Linked DNA regions of Sus scrofa: region 1 is linked to region 2. A link is a contact called in public HiChIP or PLAC-seq data. All regions are on one chromosome and are shown on one strand. Each heading gives the region's core, a stretch centred on a gene start, on an enhancer-like site or on the middle of the called end of the contact. The rest is flanking DNA. Distances are from core to core; before and after follow the strand shown. Region 1 holds the start of PAPOLG (poly(A) polymerase gamma). Region 2 holds the start of KIAA1841.

Region 1 (4,023 bases), core at 579-3,078, 280 kb before region 2:
ACTCCATATGCCATAGGTGCAGCCCTAAAGGGACAAAAGGAAAAAAAAAAAAAAAGGAAACCTCAAGGAAAGGAGACTTTCAGTCTCCTAGTCTGGCAAGACTCCCTAAGCTGTTGGGGAGATGGGGAGAGGTGGCAAGAATGAGCTCTTTGGTGCTTCTGGGCAAGACCACAAGCCCTGATAAGGAGCTCTAAACAAGACCAGGATGCAGCAGAAGGTGCATTTACCAGGGCCCAGCTGTGTACAATTTGTCCTAACTCCCCCTGATTCCTTGATCTCAAGAAGTGGGAAGGGAGAGACCCTGGATGACCAAGACGGTCTGTGTCTGCCAGCTCAGAATGAGGAGCTTGAGGTCAAAAATTAAGTTTTAGAAAATAAAGTGATATTTCTTGCCTGTCTGAATTTTCATTTTGGCTCTACATACCCTTCTAATTCTTTTACAATCCTATTAACTTCATTTTAAAGACAGGAAAGGGCTTTTTAAGGTTAATTTCCCTAAGGTCACAAAACTAGAAAGTACCAAAACTAGAATTCGAATTTGGGTCTCCCTGGCATTGAAGCCCTTGATAGCAATTACTATATCCTGCCTGGGATAGGTTTTGCCATCTCCCTACCACCTGTACCCAATCCCTATTCCCAAATCTTGCTAATTTAAGCACATGCCCTATTCCAGAAAGCCACTATTGAGCATCCCCTGTCCCCAGGTTTAATTGGCCCTCTTTGGGCCTCCCAAAATCTCCTAACCGCATCCCATCACAGACTGTACTGTATTTTAGTGATCTCTCTATGTGCTTATTCTCCTTCACTAGACTGAACTTTTGAGAGCAGGAATTAAGTATCTCTAGTGCCTGACACATAGTAGGTGATTTGTTTCTACAACAGAAGAATATCACTTATATTCAATTGTCTCCTCACTAAACAATACATCTGGGAGTTACCTTTTGACTCAGCAGGTTAAGGATCTGGCATTGTCACCCCTGTGGCTCTGGTTACAGCTATGGCATGGGTTCATCCCTAGCATGGGAACTTCTGCATGCCTCAGGCCTACCAAAAAAGAGAATACCTCTGGTTTTGTGCACAACTAAATCACTGAAGCCTACCACAGTGCTTGACACAAATTAGGTTTTCAATAAATATTTTTGAATGAATGATTCTATATGTACTCTCTATCTACTATGACTCTGAGTCACATTCCAAGAAAAAGCTTCTTCACATTCTTTTCCTTATAATGACTTACTGTTTTAAATTATTTCTACCCTTTGACATTTTAAAATTTGTCATCACTTTACCATTTTCATCCTCACATGAAACACGATTTCCAATATTCAAAAGTGTGAGATTTTCATTGTGTTCTATTTATCCTATCACAAACTGCGAGCATTCCTATCAACCTCTTCCACTTTACTAGAACGTCATTAATCAGGGGGAGGTACTTAGAGGTGAAGGGAACAGTTAGCCTCCAATTGACAAGCTTGCTCTTCTCTGGGGTTATTGCAAAGTCACACGTTCCTGGGTGTGACCTTCTCAGGACATAATCTCCTCAAGGGCTGAATTGATTAGACTATGACTATGACCTATTAAATTAAAGGTGTGGCATAATGAAAGAGTTAAAATAGTATTTTCTATGCAAGGTTGTGATCTTTTTTAAAATATATGATATAGGCTCTCATAAGAGAAACAGGAAAACACGTCCCAAATTACCTTCCTAGCAGTTAGCCTGGATTGACAGTCCCACTGAACAAAGGAAGGAACCAAACACTCCTTGAGACCTATGTTTGCAGCCCGAGCCGGTTCCCCTCCTATGGGCGGGGCACCCGGAGCCTCCGGGACCCAGGGGGAGGGGGCGGGGTGGGGAGGGGGCGGGTCCAGGTCTCAAGGGGCGGGGCCACGGCGGGCGAGAGGCAGGCTGGGAAGCGGCGCCATATTGGCGTCGGCCGCGCTGTATTGTCATAAATAGAGCCGGTTTTGTGGTGTTTTCACTACTCGGTTGGATGCCTCGGCCGTAGTAAGTGAGAGAGTAAGAGAGCGAGGAAGCGAGCTGCAAACGAGCGGAGGAAAGTGGACAGGAGGAGAAGGGAAGAGCAAGAACAGGACTCCAGAGCGAAAGGCACTCGCCGGTGAGGGGGACGCAGGAAGCGATGAAAGAGATGTCTGCGTAAGTGTTGGGGGGCGGCGGTTGGGGGAGAGGCAGAACGGAGTGGGCAGGGATGGTCGGCCCGGGATCCCGCTTTCGTTTCCTGCCCCCGCGTTCTGGCCGGAGCACTGCAGGGTGGTCTCCTTCCCTGCACCCGGCCGGTCGACAAGGGCACCTCCCTACACACTGGGCGCTCACCTGGCACCCTTGCACAGACTCGGGGACTCCAGGAGACCCCCATCTGCGCCTGGCTGCCCCACCTCTGAGGACGCCCCCAAATGAGGTTGCGGCGGGAGAGAGGCTCGTGTGTCCGTAGGGAGAAATTGTCGGTCACAGTCCTGCCCCCAGCACTGTCTGAGCCGGTTTCTGCTCCAGTCTGCATTGGCGCAAATACCATCCCCCTACCTCCTCCTCCTCCGTCTTCATGACCTGCGGTCTCCAGGTCTTCAAGAGTGAATGACCTACCCCAGCCCATGGGTTTCTCTTTAATAAAGGTTGTGCTGTTTTCACCCTCCCCTGGCCTCCCCACCTATCCACCGTGCATCTGCGGGTCTCTTCCTCCTGCTCATACTTGGGTAAGTCAGAAACGGTGTCCTCCTGGCAGGATTTTAAGCTTTTGACATTTTGGTTTATTAGGAAATAATTTGAACATACAGAAAAATGCAAGGAATAGCATAAGCAGCATTTGTGTAGCCACCATCCATCTCTCCCCAAACATAACGTGCTGTGTGTGTGTGTGTGTGTGTGTGTGTGTGTGTTTATACACATCTTTATTTAAAAGAAACCAAGCATAATGAGTATATCTGAAGGATTCTCCTACCCCCTCCTCCTTTGGTCCCATTCACCCCCTCCCCCAGAGTTCCCCACAGTTCTGAATTTTATGCTCATTGCTGCATTTTTTTTTTTTTTTGCTATTGCTATACATGTATGTTCCAAATTGGCATTGTTTTACTTGTTTTTAAGCTTCATATAACTAGTATCACACTTGTCATTCTGCAGTTTCCATAGTGAAACATAGTATCTTTGAGATTTGTCCATGATAATGTTTTCAGCTCTAATTAATTCATATTAACTACTGTATTGTATTCCATTGTAGGGATAACACCCTAATTTAGTCCTTTTCCTGTTGGTGATTGTCTTATTTCTAAGTTTTTAATGTTAACTGTGGTAGTGAACATTCTTGTACATGCCTTTTGGTACACTTGAACTAGAATTTCTCCAAGGTGTTTACCTATAAGTTAAAATGATGAGTTGAGGGAAATGTAGGCTTCTGTTGCTTGCTTTTGTTTTCCTGACTAGGTGAGGGATGTTCAGAACCATGGAATTGGAATTTTAGTGCTAGTAGGCCCCTTGATGATCAACTTTCTCAGCATAGAGATAAGAAAGTGGGACCCAAGATTCATAGTTGTATCCATCTAAATGAAAACAATTAACTAGAGTCATAGACTGTGGCGGCTGATTCAAGCAAAGGATGTTAATGTAGGCTTCTCAGGAACAAACATAGTTGTGATTTCTTTTTAAAAGCTAGAATATTTCACAAGGACCTACTAAATGGGATGCTTTTGTTTCTTTCCTGAGAGGGGGAAAAACAAATGTTTTTACTTAGAGTTTTCTTTCAAGTGGCTGACTGCTTTTCAGAGATTGAATGTAGATGGTGCTTAAGTCTGCAGGGTGTAGTGAAGGTGGCCCTGGCCCAGCTCCCATTCAGGCTCTTTGCATTTGAGCTGAGTGGTATTGGCACAGTTGTCCTGATGCCAACACAGGCTGCTTTTGGCTTGAAAGACATCCTAACCATGAGAGCTTGAGGCAGTATGAATAGCCCTTCATCAACATAAACACAAAATACTCTTTTTTCCTAAGGGGGGGGAAGCACAACTGTTTATGTTAAG
Region 2 (3,687 bases), core at 521-3,020:
ATGCAAAATACATCTGTTTTTTGTATTGTTTTTTTTAGTGGCTAAAGCAAGACAAACATTTTTCTCATGTAACAGTTCGGAGGTAGGCAGACAGTCTGAGGCCTGTTATGCAGCTTTGCCTCAAAAGGTAATTCAGGACCCAGGTTCCTTCTATTATTTCTCTGCAATCAATCCCACATGGGTTGTTCTTATCCTTGTGGCTTAAGCTGCCTCACCGCCATCACAACTGAGTTCAAGCTTATGTGAAAGTGTTATCTGAAAACTGGGTTGCCCCAAGTAAGAACAATGAAGATCTTTCCCAAAGCAGTGTCTCCCTGAATAGCAAAATTGGATAAGTTTTCAGGTAAAGGCACATGCAATTTCATGAAGGTGCTTGAGTGGAGGAAAATTCAGCATAGACTTGGGGCAAAGATTGGCTGAGTCCAAGTCTTAGTTGATTGAAGGCCGGAGGATTAACATCATTATTCCATCCTACACCTGGGTGGGGGCCTTAGTTCCTGCAGAACTCAAAGACGGATCATTATGAATATCTCTTGAGGAGGAGCTAGGACTCTGCTCTATCACTGCCTTTTCTCTGTTCTTGCACTCCTTTGTTCCCTTAAGATCATTATTTCAAGGGCAAGCATTGTGGCCAGGCATAGATCACAAAATGGCATAGACCAAAATGGCTTCCCTTATTTCAAGAAAGCCATTCCTGGTTCTGTTTCTCTGGGTACCCCCTAACCTATCTGATTACAAAAGGAAGACAGGGCTGCAGCACTATTTACAATAGCCAAAACATGGAAACAACCTAAATGTCCATTGACAGAGGAGGGGATCAAGAAGATGTGGTACACAATGGAATATTACTCAGTCATTAAAAAGAACGAAATACCAGGATTTTTTGCAACATGGATGGACCTAGAAACTACCATGCTAGGTGAAGTCAGCCATACAATGAGACACCAACATCAAATGCTTTCACTGACATGTAGAATCTGAAAAAAGGACAGATTGTACTTCTTTGCAGAACAGATGCTGACTCAGATATTGAAAAACTTATGGTCTCTGGAGGAGATAGTTTGGGGGGTGGGGGATGGAAATCCTGTGAAATCAGATTGTTATGATCATTACACAACTACAGATGTGATAAATTCATTTGAGTAATTAAAAAATTAAAATTAAAAAAATATATTAAAAAAAAAGGAAGAGAGGGAGTAGAGACCAAATAGCTTCTCTTTAAGAATTTACCTAACTAGCTTCTTTGTGGTACAAATCTTGCCTAACTTTAATGTTCATACTTGCTGAACCTATTAATGTATGAAAACTTAATGTGTAACCCACAGCTATTTACATTTTTCAAGAGATGCTTCCTGCTGAAGACAATGCTTCACCCAAATACTTTCCATGTCCCTCAGATCATGCAACTTTCCCATTCTACTTGACCTAAGGAGCTATACAAAGCCAACAACGGTTTTAATTCATTCTTTATCTGAGTTCTTCTACTTCCCCTATGCTCCGCTTTCTTCTGGACTCAGAGTTGATCACCTAAGTTCAGGGTCGGGGCATGTGGTTGCTAAGAGACAAGACGCTGAAAGGATGGCAACGCTGCACTGCGGCAAGCCTGAGGGAGTGAATGCGAGGGGGGCGGGGAAGAAAAAGGCTTAGGCTAGGCGCGGCGCCCGCTCACCACCGCAGCTTCTCTACTCCCGCCCGCGCAGCAGGATCTCGTCTCTCATTGGCTCCGCTGCAGAGGCGCTGGCCTGCGATTGGCGGGCGGGGTCGATCCGGCGTTTCCCCGCCCCTGGCGCTGGTACCCCGCCGCCGCCTGTGGGCTAACAAGGACAGCTAACTAGGACGCCCCGGCCGGGTTTGCGGGTTGGGTTGTGGGGTCTTCATGGCCCCGGCAGTGCTGGCTTCTGCCGGTGAAGGAGACGCAGCGAAGGTCGCCGCGGCCTTGTGGAGGTGAGCGAGACGCCGAGGGGGTTCAGGTGCCGGCTAGGGGCGGGAAGTGCGGCGAGAGGCGGTACCGCGGGCACCTAGCAAGTTCCCTCCATGGCCTCCTCCCTAAGAGGAGGGCTGAGCTGGGCCGGCATCCTATTCGCCCAAAGTGCCCCCAAACGCCCCACACGCAGCCCACAGCCTGCCGGCCCTGTCTGCTCCAGAGCCCCGAAGCCTGCAGACCACCTGAGGGAGCCCCAAAGTCTGCAAGCTCGGCCTCGCCCGGGTCCCTTCCCAGCAACTGCCCCCGCCTCGTCCCGTTACCCGCCAGGCTCCTTTGTCCGCCCCCGGCTCGCTGTGCACCCAGAGAGTTTCGATCCGTGCGGGGGAGGCCGAGAGTCTGAAAAGGACTGGGGTGCCTTGAGGATGTGCCGCGCCGTAATCCCTGGGCCGAAGGTTTGCAGGGCTTTGATCCCGTTATCCTGCGTTTCAGCTGTGGTTTTCTTTGCTCCTTCACAATGAAAGCCAGCTGCCTCGGTTCTCAGTTGTGTCGGAAAGCCAGGGCACAAGGCTTATACCCCAGTGCTGGGTGACTCCGTGTTATAGCCCACTCTGTTATGCCAAAGGCCTTTGACCTGCTCTGATGCCGCCCCCCACCCCCACTTACTATCCTCCACTGCCTAGGAAAACAAGTCTGTCTGCAAGACCATTTTTATATTTGAAAAAACGGAAAAAGCAGATGCCAGTCGTGGACCTCTATTTTGTCTTAATTACTTGGATTGGTCTTATTAATACATTTAAATAATCCAGCATTATGGGAAAGGGAGAGAGGACATGAGATGTGTTCTTAAAAAGTGTAGTGTGTTAAACAAATAGAAGTTTTATTTTTGGCAAATAACATGTTTCACGTTGAAGAGGTTTTTGTTTTTGGTCTTGCCTGTGGCATGCAGAAGTTCCCTGGCCAGGGATCAAACCTGGGCCACTTCAGAGACAACACCAGATCCTTAACCCTCTGAGCCACCAGGGAACGCCTAAAAAATACCTTTTTCTTGTTCTATCATGAATAGGAGTAGATCTAGTAATACTGCAATTTGAGCTTCAAATTTTTCCCCATTGTCAGTTTTCGATAAGTCTGTACTTCTTTTCCAGAATGGGATGCACTGTGCCAGCTATTCTGAGAGAATTTATGTATTCAGTGCTATGCCTTTCATACTTACATTCTGACTCTAAGGGATGCTTTCTTGAACTTTGATTTAAGTGAAATTAATACTGGATAATTTTCCCTTGCTTTGGTATTATTCAGTTGTGTAAAGAAAATATTGGCAGGAGTTCCCGTTGTGGCGCAGCGGAAACGAATCTGACTAGGAACCATGAGGTTGCGGGTTCGATTCCTGGCCTCGCTCAATGGGTTAAGGATCCGGTGGGAAACGAATCTGACTAGGAACCATGAGGTTGCGGGTTCGATTCCTGGCCTCGCTCAATGGGTTAAGGATCCGGTGGGAAACGAATCTGACTAGGAACCATGAGGTTGCGGGTTCGATTCCTGGCCTCACTCAATGGGTTAAGGATCCGGTGTTGCCGTCAGCTGTGGTGTAGATCACAGACACGGCTCAGATCCCTCGTTACTGTGGCTCTGGCGAAGGCCGGCAGCTGCAGCTCTGATTAGACCCCTAGCCTGGGAACCTCCATATGCCTCAGGTGCGCCCCTAAAAGGACAAAAAGACCAAAAAAAAAAGAAAATGTCAGTAGAAAAAAATTTTCACATCT

Evidence for each region. HiChIP or PLAC-seq counts read pairs in DNA pulled down with a chosen protein or histone mark.
Region 1: an H3K27ac HiChIP or PLAC-seq map of alveolar macrophages shows a contact between it and region 2. The contact joins the promoter of PAPOLG here to the promoter of KIAA1841 in region 2. A contact is called at or near these places in 1 of 5 promoter capture datasets (liver) and 1 of 2 datasets of contacts at active chromatin or transcription factors (alveolar macrophages).

The regions. Positions count from the first base shown.
Region 1 is chr3:81,023,174-81,027,196 of Sscrofa11.1, reverse strand. PAPOLG (poly(A) polymerase gamma) reads left to right here and starts at 1,828. Exons shown (of 22, transcript XM_003125108.5): 1 at 1,828-2,155. The coding sequence starts at 2,139.
Region 2 is chr3:80,744,389-80,748,075 of Sscrofa11.1, reverse strand. KIAA1841 reads left to right here and starts at 1,770. Exons shown (of 20, transcript XM_021087516.1): 1 at 1,770-1,944.